Linked DNA regions of Mus musculus: all the other regions are linked to region 3. A link is a contact called in public promoter capture Hi-C data. All regions are on one chromosome and are shown on one strand. Each heading gives the region's core, a stretch centred on a gene start, on an enhancer-like site or on the middle of the called end of the contact. The rest is flanking DNA. Distances are from core to core; before and after follow the strand shown.

Region 1 (2,997 bases), core at 253-2,752, 1.7 Mb before region 3:
GTGCAGGCAGCACACAGTTGTTGCACTATAAAAAGCAGAGTCGGCAGTTTCTAAGGACGTCACTCACTCCCAGGGGGATCCCAATGACATTTCTCAGTTTTTCCTTTTTTTTTTTTTTTCATTGTTGTTTTCCTTTTCATTTGGTTACTTTGAAACTGCATCTCACTCTATTTTCCTTTGGTTACTTTGAAACTGCATCTCACTCTATTTTCCTTTGGTTACTTTGAAACTGCATCTCACTCATGGTCTCTGTCAGACCATGCTGTCTGGCTCAGGATGGCTCAGGCTAGGCTCAGGCTAGCCGCAGCCTTTCTGCCTCACAGTCTTGAGCCAACATATTCCGTGAAAATTAAAGTTGGTATTTGGTTGTGGCTGTTTCCAGTACTGGAGAAGCAACCCCTGACCTTTCACACGCTAGGCACTACACACCCTGCGTCTGATCCACATGCCGAACCCTGTTGTCAAAGCTGAAGAATCATGTTCTGTGGTCTCCATTCCAAGAAACAGGTCACAGGAACAGAAGGAGTCGGAGAGGCAGCTCCCTCTCACCCTTCCCAGAGACAAGGGTGGAGCCAGGAGTAGCTGGATGGGAGGAGGCTCTCCAGGGCAGGGAGCAGCCTGGGTGGGTGCATGAATAGATGGGGTGGGACTCAGGTTAACCTGTAAGTTACATCTTCACCCACAGAGATGCCCAGACTTGTGAGTCTAGGTGGACACAGGCTGAACAAAGGTCCTGGGGCATCTTAGAGTCTGCAGCCAGCCCTAGCTCAGGGCTACTCTTAGCACCATAGGCAGCTTTTTTCCTTCCCAGGAAGGTCCAAGGAGAAGGGATATTTGTTTTTTCCTGCCCAAACTGGATGTCCTCCAGGAACAGCGAGGCTGTTAGAAGAAGGGGCCAGAGTCCACACTTCCTGTTCAGTGTTGGGGTTCCAGCTGACCACTGACAGATGGGACAGACCTGATCCTAGCTGTCCCAGGTGATACGGACAGGCATGGGGTGGCACAAGCTGGGAACAGAGCTGCTCTTTCTCCTTCCACACCCTCTAAAGAGCATCCGGGTAAAAGAGAGACACCCCACAAAACAGTGGAAGAATGCATAGTTGGTCCTGTCAGCATCCTACCCGCTAAAGAGCCCGCCCCCTGCACGCTCCAGGGAGCCCCAACAAGCTGCCTCTCTGCACAGCCAATCTGTGCAGGGGGAATTAGCAAGAATAACTCAATGCTGTCCCCAAAACTTCTGCCCTGCTCTGTCTGCCCCTTTGCTGTAAGTCCACATCACATCTCACTCCAGAGAAAGCGTCTACTCAGTCACGCCTGGGCACCCAGATGAAGCCACGAAGACGGAGCTCAGAGGCATGGGAGTCCTTCCCGGTCTGTCCAAGCCACCTACCTCCTTCCAGCTGAGCCGGCTGTGCAATGAAATCCTCCAGCCTCTCAGGGCTCTCGGGGAGGCGTCTCTTAGAGCATCTCCCAGGGGCTGAGCCTTCTAGGCTAGGTCAGGAGGGGAAGCACAGACGTGTCAAAGCAGAGAGAGAGAGAGGGAGGGAGGGAGAGAGAGAGAGAGAGAGAGAGAGAGAGAGAGAGAGAGAGAGAGAGAGAGAGAGAGAGAGAGAGAGAGAGAGCCCGAGGGAGAAAAAAGTCCCCCAGGGGGAAACACTTAAGGAGGAGGAAAGGGGGAGGTGCAAGGCACAGCAGTCCCAACACCTTTATCTCCTCAGCTGCCTCCAAGGTCTCTTTGGCCAGAAACGGAAACGTGGTTTCTCTCAGAAGTAGAGGAAGAGAGGAAGAAAGAGGGACCAATACAAAGCGCCAACCCCAGCCAGATGTGAGTTGTGGAGGAGCCTAGACCGCTCCTAGTGCTTTCTATCCAAACAGCAGCCGCCAAGAATTAACTGTGTGTGTGCCCGGCTGGCTGGCTGGCTGACTGGCTGTCCCTACTTCTGGACGCCCCAGGGAGCTGGCACAGGCTAGAAGGGGATGGAGGTGGACGCTTCTGTTTATCTAGAGGTCTTTCCAGATGTGAAGGTGGCTGTGAGCCCAGGACGAGGATATTCCATGCAGGACAGAGACCTGCAAAAAGGCAGAGAATCTCAATTGGTGGTAGGAGCATTGATTTAGGTGTGTGAGTCCCAGCAGTGGTCCCATCTGAGACCCTTGCCATCAGGGCTACTTGTACTCCAGGGACCGAGGGTAAATTTGGTATCCATGATTCCTTTGTAGCAAAATGGCAGGTTGTGTGTTCATGCAAGTATGTATTGGAAGGGGATCACTCAGTTGCTAAGAGTCTAGAGAACCCTATGAGGCAAAGGTGGGCAGGCAGCATCTGGAGGGTCCAGGTCCTCCAGTGAAGCCCTGGAGTGTGGTGCTGGGCCAGCACTCTGCTCTGGACATTCCTTAATCTTACACACATGCCCTCGTGAGTCTCCTCCTGTGGGGATCATGTCCCAGGCTTCTACAGATCAGTCCCTCCTAGCCTCCATCCCCAAACACTGAGTCAGAAAGCTTGCTCTGGGATCTTATTACAACTCTAAAAGAGAGAGGATCTGAACTGAGATATGAAACTACCCTGGTGACATCAGACTCTGAGAGCGCCTTCTCCCTCCCCCTCCCTCTCCCCCTCTCTCCCCCCTTCTCCCCCTCTTCCTCTCCCCTTTCTTTTCTCCTCCCTCTCCCCCTTTCTCCCTCCTCCCTCTTTCTCTCCCCCCATCTCCCCCCCTTCTCCCTTCCCCTTCTCTCCCTCTCTCCATTTTTCTCCCTTTACCCCTTCCTCTCTCCTCTTTTTCTCCCTCCCTCTTTCCTTCCCCTCTCTGCCTCCCCTCCCCACCCTTCCTCCCCCTCCCACCCCTCCTTTCCTCCCTCCTCTCTCTAGGCAGGAGATGCTGGTTTGGGATAGCCCAGGCAAAACAAACAGGCTGCACTTTTCTACTCTTTGCTGTGCCAGCATAAAGAAGGGCCAACAGAATCGAAAGGGGAAGAGAAGGGGTGCAAGCCAGTGCC
Region 2 (2,892 bases), core at 379-2,878, 1.6 Mb before region 3:
GCCTCCAAACCCCCAACCCACCCCAGTTTGATGCTGAAGGTCAAACTTAGGTCCTCATGCCAACTCAGCAAGCACTTTCTCAGACTGAGCCAGCACCTCTCCAGCTTGCTGGTTGGATTAATATAGAGCTTGGGGTCTCTGGGAACAGCAAGGGAGGTGTCAGGAGAGCCAAGAAGGCCAGGGCCAGGGGTGGCAGCATCACCTTCATTCCAGAACAGACCCAGTGAGAACAATCATGGAAACCGAGAGCACTGAGCCTGCTGGGGCAGGCTGAAAGAGCCACCTGGCAAAAGTGCCAGCATATTCTAGAAGCCTCTCTCCAGGGACTTTTCTCTTGCTGAAGGTTTGATGTAAGACCAGGAAGAAGAAGATGAAAGAGACAGAAAGATCAACCCCAGGGCTCTGTTTGTGAGTTCTCCAGAGAAACAGAATCAACAGAGAGAAGGCCCGGGCTTTGGAGTGGGAATGGGGCTCCCACAGTTTGAAAGAGCCCACACTGGTATCTGCAGACCAGAAAGCAGTGGTGTGATTTCATCTGTGAGTGGGGGTGGATAGTCTCTAGAGAGCAAAGGACAAGGGACCAGGAGGAGCCCAGATGGCTGGAGACAACAGATATTCATTCACACCCGACATCGTCTGGATCCCCAAGCTTGGACACCCGTAGCCCAAGCAGTATGATTCAAAGTTAATCCCATGCAGAAACACCTCCACATTTACCAGCTCGCTGGGTGTCCCTTAGTTCATTAACCAGCTGAGTATTCCCCGGTTCAGTCAAGTTGACACAGAAAATAAACCATCACAAGAGTGTGAGAAAGGGGACCGGAAAAACAGAGGCGGCTTTCGTGGAGAAAGTTCCTCGTGTGGGGATAACGCATATGCTGGTCCAAGTCAGTGGGCAGTGGCTTTTCCAGGGGCTCATTCCATCCGGCCACAGCCTTTGGTTCCAGGTTCAGCTCCTCTCATCTTGCGTTCTCCACAGCTCGGCCTGCCCTGCCCTTTACTTTTCCTCGATAGGAGGAACTTTAAGCTTGACTCTTTACGAAGCCACCTTCCCCAAAGTAAACCCTCAGTGGTCTTACTTTTAGAGGATGCTCCAGCACAGTCAAGGATGTCTAGCTTTGAGGTCTAAGGAGGTTTAAGAATGAACGAGGAGCCGGAGCTAGGATTCTTTCTTCTCCTGCCTCAGTCAGCTTCTCAGAGCTGTTGGGAAGTAGCCCATACCCTCTGCCCGAGTCCAGCCAGCTGCTGTCTCTGCACGAAGAGGGATGGGAAGCGCCTGTCCTTGAGATCTTTACGTATGTTTGTCCTCTTAATGTTCTGACAGCTGGGGTGGGAGAGCACAGCCTGAGGAGGTCGTGATGCTGCCAGTCTGAGGGGAGGGAGCACTCCTCCAGGCTGTGGCTGTGAACTGAGGCTTTCTACATTGCTCATCAACACCTCTTCAAACAGACTGCTTTCAAAAAGCTCACAGTCCCTGCCACTTGAGACAAATCTCTGATTGCTTTTCTCACCTGGAAACTTGTCCTCTGGCTGGCCTGTCTCTGTATCTGACCTCACCCCTGAGGTGATGTCACAGCACCACAGCTCTGCTGTTCCCATGGCAACAGCCTCCCTTGGTTAACCAGACAGGGCAGACAGGGCTGCTGGCAGAGGTGGGGAGTGGTAATTCCACCTAACCTGGGTCAGTGACCCCTGAAACCCCACTTGGACCACCTTAGGACAAGATTGCGGTGTCTGCCCCTTCTCCGCTGGGAGGGGGGGTCTTTTGTGCCGGCTGTTGGGGGAGAACGTGTGACCAGGCCACGTGACCTGATGCAGATTTAAAAGTCCGTCTTACCAGCAAGAATAGGTGCTGACAGCGGGGGGCTGGGGGTGGGAAGACAAGATGCTCTGAGGAGTGGGAGGTGTCATGACATTAAGAATGGCAGCTGGGTGCCCCTGAGCTGGCTAGGGACTTGGAAAGGTGGTGAACACCACCCCTATATTTAGTAAGGCCCCACCTGCATCAGCCACAAGTGCCCCTCTTGATTGGTGGATGCCTGAACCCTGAGGTCAGAGGGCAGCTTACCACAAGGTCTGTCTGCGGGGATCTGAGCTTGTTCCTCACCCCCTCAACTGGCTGCCCTGCTCTCCTGGTAGAGCATGGGGGAATGGTCAGATGTCCGCGTGTAGCCCCACCCCCAGAATCTGGGTGAGAAAGGGGCTGTGAGCTTGGCTAAGACATACTTTGCCACGCCTTCCCCAGGAGAGATTCTGACACCACTTCAAAAAAAACAAAAAACAAAAACGCAGCCCAGCGCCTTTAGGAATGACCTTTCTCTGGAACTTAGCTGAGGGAGGAGGGGCCAGAAACGGGCCATGAGGCCGCGTACTGTGTCGTAGAGTATAGAGAAATGGGGTTAGAAACATCTCTGATGTTTATTTCACCTGGGCTTGGCTTGGATGCCTCCAGTGATGGGTGTCTCATTGCCTACCCAATGATTTTAAGACAGCTCCATAGAAAGTGCCTCCTTTCACCCGGCCAGCCTTTGCCTCCCTGTAATGTGTCCTCATTGGCCTGGCTCAGTCATCTGGAGACGCATACCGTAAGTACCACCCTCTCCCCACATAACTGGCCGAGCATCTGGGTGGTCCTCACAGCGATGGGAGAAACTGCTGTCACTCACTTCACAGATGAGGGGCTGAGATAGCATTGATCACCACCTCTCTCTGGGCGCACAGTGTACCACCTGCCCTCCTCCCAGATCCTCCAGCCCTGCAGAGGTTTCTGCCTTTTGTCATTGTCCTGAGATCTTGCTAGCATTCCTGGCCTCTTCTCTCCTTTCTCAGAACCATCTGGGAAGAAACTCTTTGCATGTCCGACTCTCCCTTGCTCTGCTGACATTTAGTCTG
Region 3 (2,946 bases), core at 222-2,721:
GCATATGAAGGGTGACTGTTGTCACTAGGAAGCAATTTCCTGGCTTCCCAGAAGATGCATTCCCAGGCCTGTGAGGAAAAGAACATCTCAGGAGTTGTTGACAGTCATCCCAAGTTGGCTGATGGGTATAGTCTCCAAGAGAAAAGTTAAACCCTGGAGTTTCTCTGAAAAAGAAGGATTCAGATTCTTTGAGGATAGAGGTCAAGAGGCTGTTTTAAACCATGAAAGGGTCCTCATCTCGGGGCCCATGGGAGGGTCCTCATCTCGGGGCCATGGGGAGTGTCCACACCTTACATAGAGTTAAGGTGGGGACTCTGCCAGAAGTGGTCTTCCTCACTAAGATCTCTTCAATATCTGGAACCGGTCCTGGTGTAATGGGGACTTGGGAAGAAGGAGTTAGAGGTGGAGCTCCACGACAGGGATAGCAGAAGTAGGAAGAGATCCATGAGTCGTGTGAAAGGTTGGGCAATGGAGGGGACAATGTTAGTGAGGAGGTGTGTCCTTGTCCATGGAGGGGAGACCAGGAATCTCCCTCTCATCCCTCTGAGACTTGGGTCTGAGGGGGAGGACTTAAGAGGCGCTGCTCGACTCCAGCAAGAGAGAGTTGAGCCATTCAAGTAGCTCTTCCACAAGACATCACCAAGCCTTGAAGTAGGAGCCTTGGCCAGAATGTCCTTATCATGCAAAGTTGACAGCCTGTGTGCAGTAAACCACAGTTAAATTGAAAGTACCCCCTGGGCACCAGTCTATCCTGAAGGTGGGCCGTTTGAGATGACAGAATGTCACAAGATTGTCAGGGTAGACTTTATTACCAGATGGAGAAGTTTCTTCTAAAATTCCTTAAAATGATGAAGAAGCTCAAGAGAGGACTGGGTGGCGAATTGCTTCTGTTCTGTCTTAGAATCCAGGACCAAGAAGACACAGACAGTGAACAGAGAAATGAATGTAAGACCAGACACTAACAAACACAGAATGTCTAAATGTGACAAAGGGACTGATAGAAGAAACAGACAAACGAGACACCCCCCTCCCCCATCAAAACCAGACTCACCTCCAGTGTTTCCCCTGAAGTTGCCAATTCAAAAAATTGCACTTCTGTATCAGGGCTCTGGATCCTGGACAAACCCCCAAAATGTTGGTGTGCGATGGTGCGGAGAGTCTGGTGAAAATCCAACAACAGGAACACACCAAGTTGTTGTTGTTGTTGTTGTTCTTTAACCAGAGAAACTTTGTTGATTTGAACAGCAAACTGAGCAGTCAGGGATACAACACAGATGCAGCTGCTGCCACTGCAACCCTTACTCTTCTGGGGGAGCAGGTTTTGAACTCAAAAACCACAATCAACGTGTGTAAGACAGCATCATGAGATGGAAACTCACAAGCAGGTGGACCATCTAAGATTACACAAGAGGAAACACTGTCAGGGAGGTTTCTTAATAATGGGTTTCCAGGCCAGGTGGGGGTGCAGACTTTAATCTGCACCCGGGAGGCAGAGGCGGGCGCATCGCTGTGAGTTGGAGACCAGGGTGATATACAGAGTGAGGTCCAGGACAGCCTGAGCTAAAAAAAAAAAAAAACAACAACAACAACAAAGTTTACTAGTCATGGGTTTTGCAGTTGGAATGCAGGGGAAAGAAAGAAAAAGTGAAAGGAATGATGGAATGATGGAAGGAAGGAAGGAAGGAAGGAAGGAAGGAAGGAAGGAAGGAAGGAAGGAAGAAAACACATCTGTGTTCCTAGCTTGACCTTAAATGGTGTTGAGGCCTCAGCAAATGTCGGTGGATACAGATACTGAAAGTCTCATTAAGCTTCTGTCATGTGCAGTCTTTCAGATTCATTGTGAACTCAGCGTGGTCTCCACACCCGTGCAAGGCAGAGAGGACTGGCAGCCAGGGTCCTCTTCAGAGAGCATGGTGATATCTGAACTGAGGACATCACCCCTCCAAGGTGTGGTTGAACAGGAAGTTTGTGTTATAGATATAATAAAGAGTACAGCCAGGGGCATCTGAATGAGTGTAGAATGCACGGGGGGGGGGGGGGGTAGGCGGGAAGTAGATTTAACATGAACAGTAGGCTGGACTTGGCCATGAGAGGAGAAAGAGAGAAAGAGAAAGGACGACAGAGAGAGTGCTGTGGGGCTGGAGGGCCGTGGAACCTGGGAGCAGGTAACACCCTGGAGAAAGAGTGGGGTCAGGGCATGTTGAAACCCTGGAAATTCCGTCCTAAGATTTGCAGGAGTCGGGTCATCCCCTCTGCGCCCCACCCCACTCTGAGCCTGCATATTCCAGCACAGGTAGCCCTGCTCCCCAACCTTTGCCCCCCAGAGGAGGTCATAGAGCCTAGTAGCCAGGTTAAACTAATTCTCCCCTTAATAATGTCCTGTCCTGCAGCGCCTGGAATTTCTTCTTATTCCAATCAGTCATCCCGCATACCCTGGCCACACCCAGTGATGTACACTCACCCAGGATCCCTACCCATCCTCTAAAGGTTTACATAGCGATTGTTTCCACCATGAAATAAGCTGGCTCACCGAAGCTGTCTCCCCAGTGTCATATTCATTGTGCTCAGAGATACTGAGGTCTCCTAGACTCCTAGCCTTTCACACCTTGCTTCCCCTTTCAGGATCAGCCAGTCACCCACCATGGGTGAAGAAGTAGAGCCTGAAAGGCAATGTGCAGGCTAAAACCAGAGAAAACAAACAACCAAAACCCGAAAACAAAACAAAACAAGGGAGAGAGACAAGAGTGAGGTTGTTGAGAAAGAGAATCTGGAGAATGGGAGACACAGGAGCTGCAGAAGTATAGTGTATCTCAGTGCATCTCCACCCTCTCAGCCCCTCACCCTCCCTATCCCCCTAATCCACTCCACCTCCATCATCCCCCGCACCCATCCCCTGGGCCCCTTTGAGAACTGCTGAGAAGAGCCAATGTCCCAGCATGGATGTGG

Evidence for each region. Promoter capture Hi-C pulls out the DNA fragments that hold promoters and counts their contacts.
Region 1: a contact with region 3 is called in a promoter capture Hi-C map of embryonic stem cells, with 2.8 times the contacts expected there. The contact joins the promoter of C1qtnf1 here to the promoter of BC018473 in region 3. A contact is called at or near these places in 2 of 39 promoter capture datasets (the HPC-7 cell line and embryonic stem cells).
Region 2: a contact with region 3 is called in a promoter capture Hi-C map of the HPC-7 cell line. The contact joins the promoter of Cep295nl here to the promoter of BC018473 in region 3. A contact is called at or near these places in 3 of 39 promoter capture datasets (the HPC-7 cell line, HPC-7-derived erythroid cells, liver and 1 more), 1 of 115 datasets of contacts at active chromatin or transcription factors (pancreatic cancer cells) and 1 of 9 other capture datasets (embryonic stem cells).

What each region holds. Positions count from the first base shown.
Region 1 is chr11:118,426,962-118,429,958 of GRCm38.p6, reverse strand. It overlaps C1qtnf1 (C1q and tumor necrosis factor related protein 1), which reads right to left and starts at 1,502. Exons shown (of 4, transcript NM_001204129.1): 1 at 1,391-1,502. Gm35598 (a long non-coding RNA gene) reads left to right here and starts at 1,598. Exons shown (of 3, transcript XR_880340.2): 1 at 1,598-1,825.
Region 2 is chr11:118,341,270-118,344,161 of GRCm38.p6, reverse strand. It overlaps Cep295nl (CEP295 N-terminal like), which reads left to right and starts at 1,628. Exons shown (of 3, transcript NM_021440.2): 1 at 1,628-1,849; 2 at 2,489-2,585. The region is part of intron 1 of Timp2 (tissue inhibitor of metalloproteinase 2); the gene reads left to right.
Region 3 is chr11:116,750,692-116,753,637 of GRCm38.p6, reverse strand. It overlaps BC018473 (cDNA sequence BC018473), which reads right to left and starts at 1,471. Exons shown (of 4, transcript NR_003364.1): 1 at 1,052-1,471; 2 at 1-68. It also overlaps Gm11735.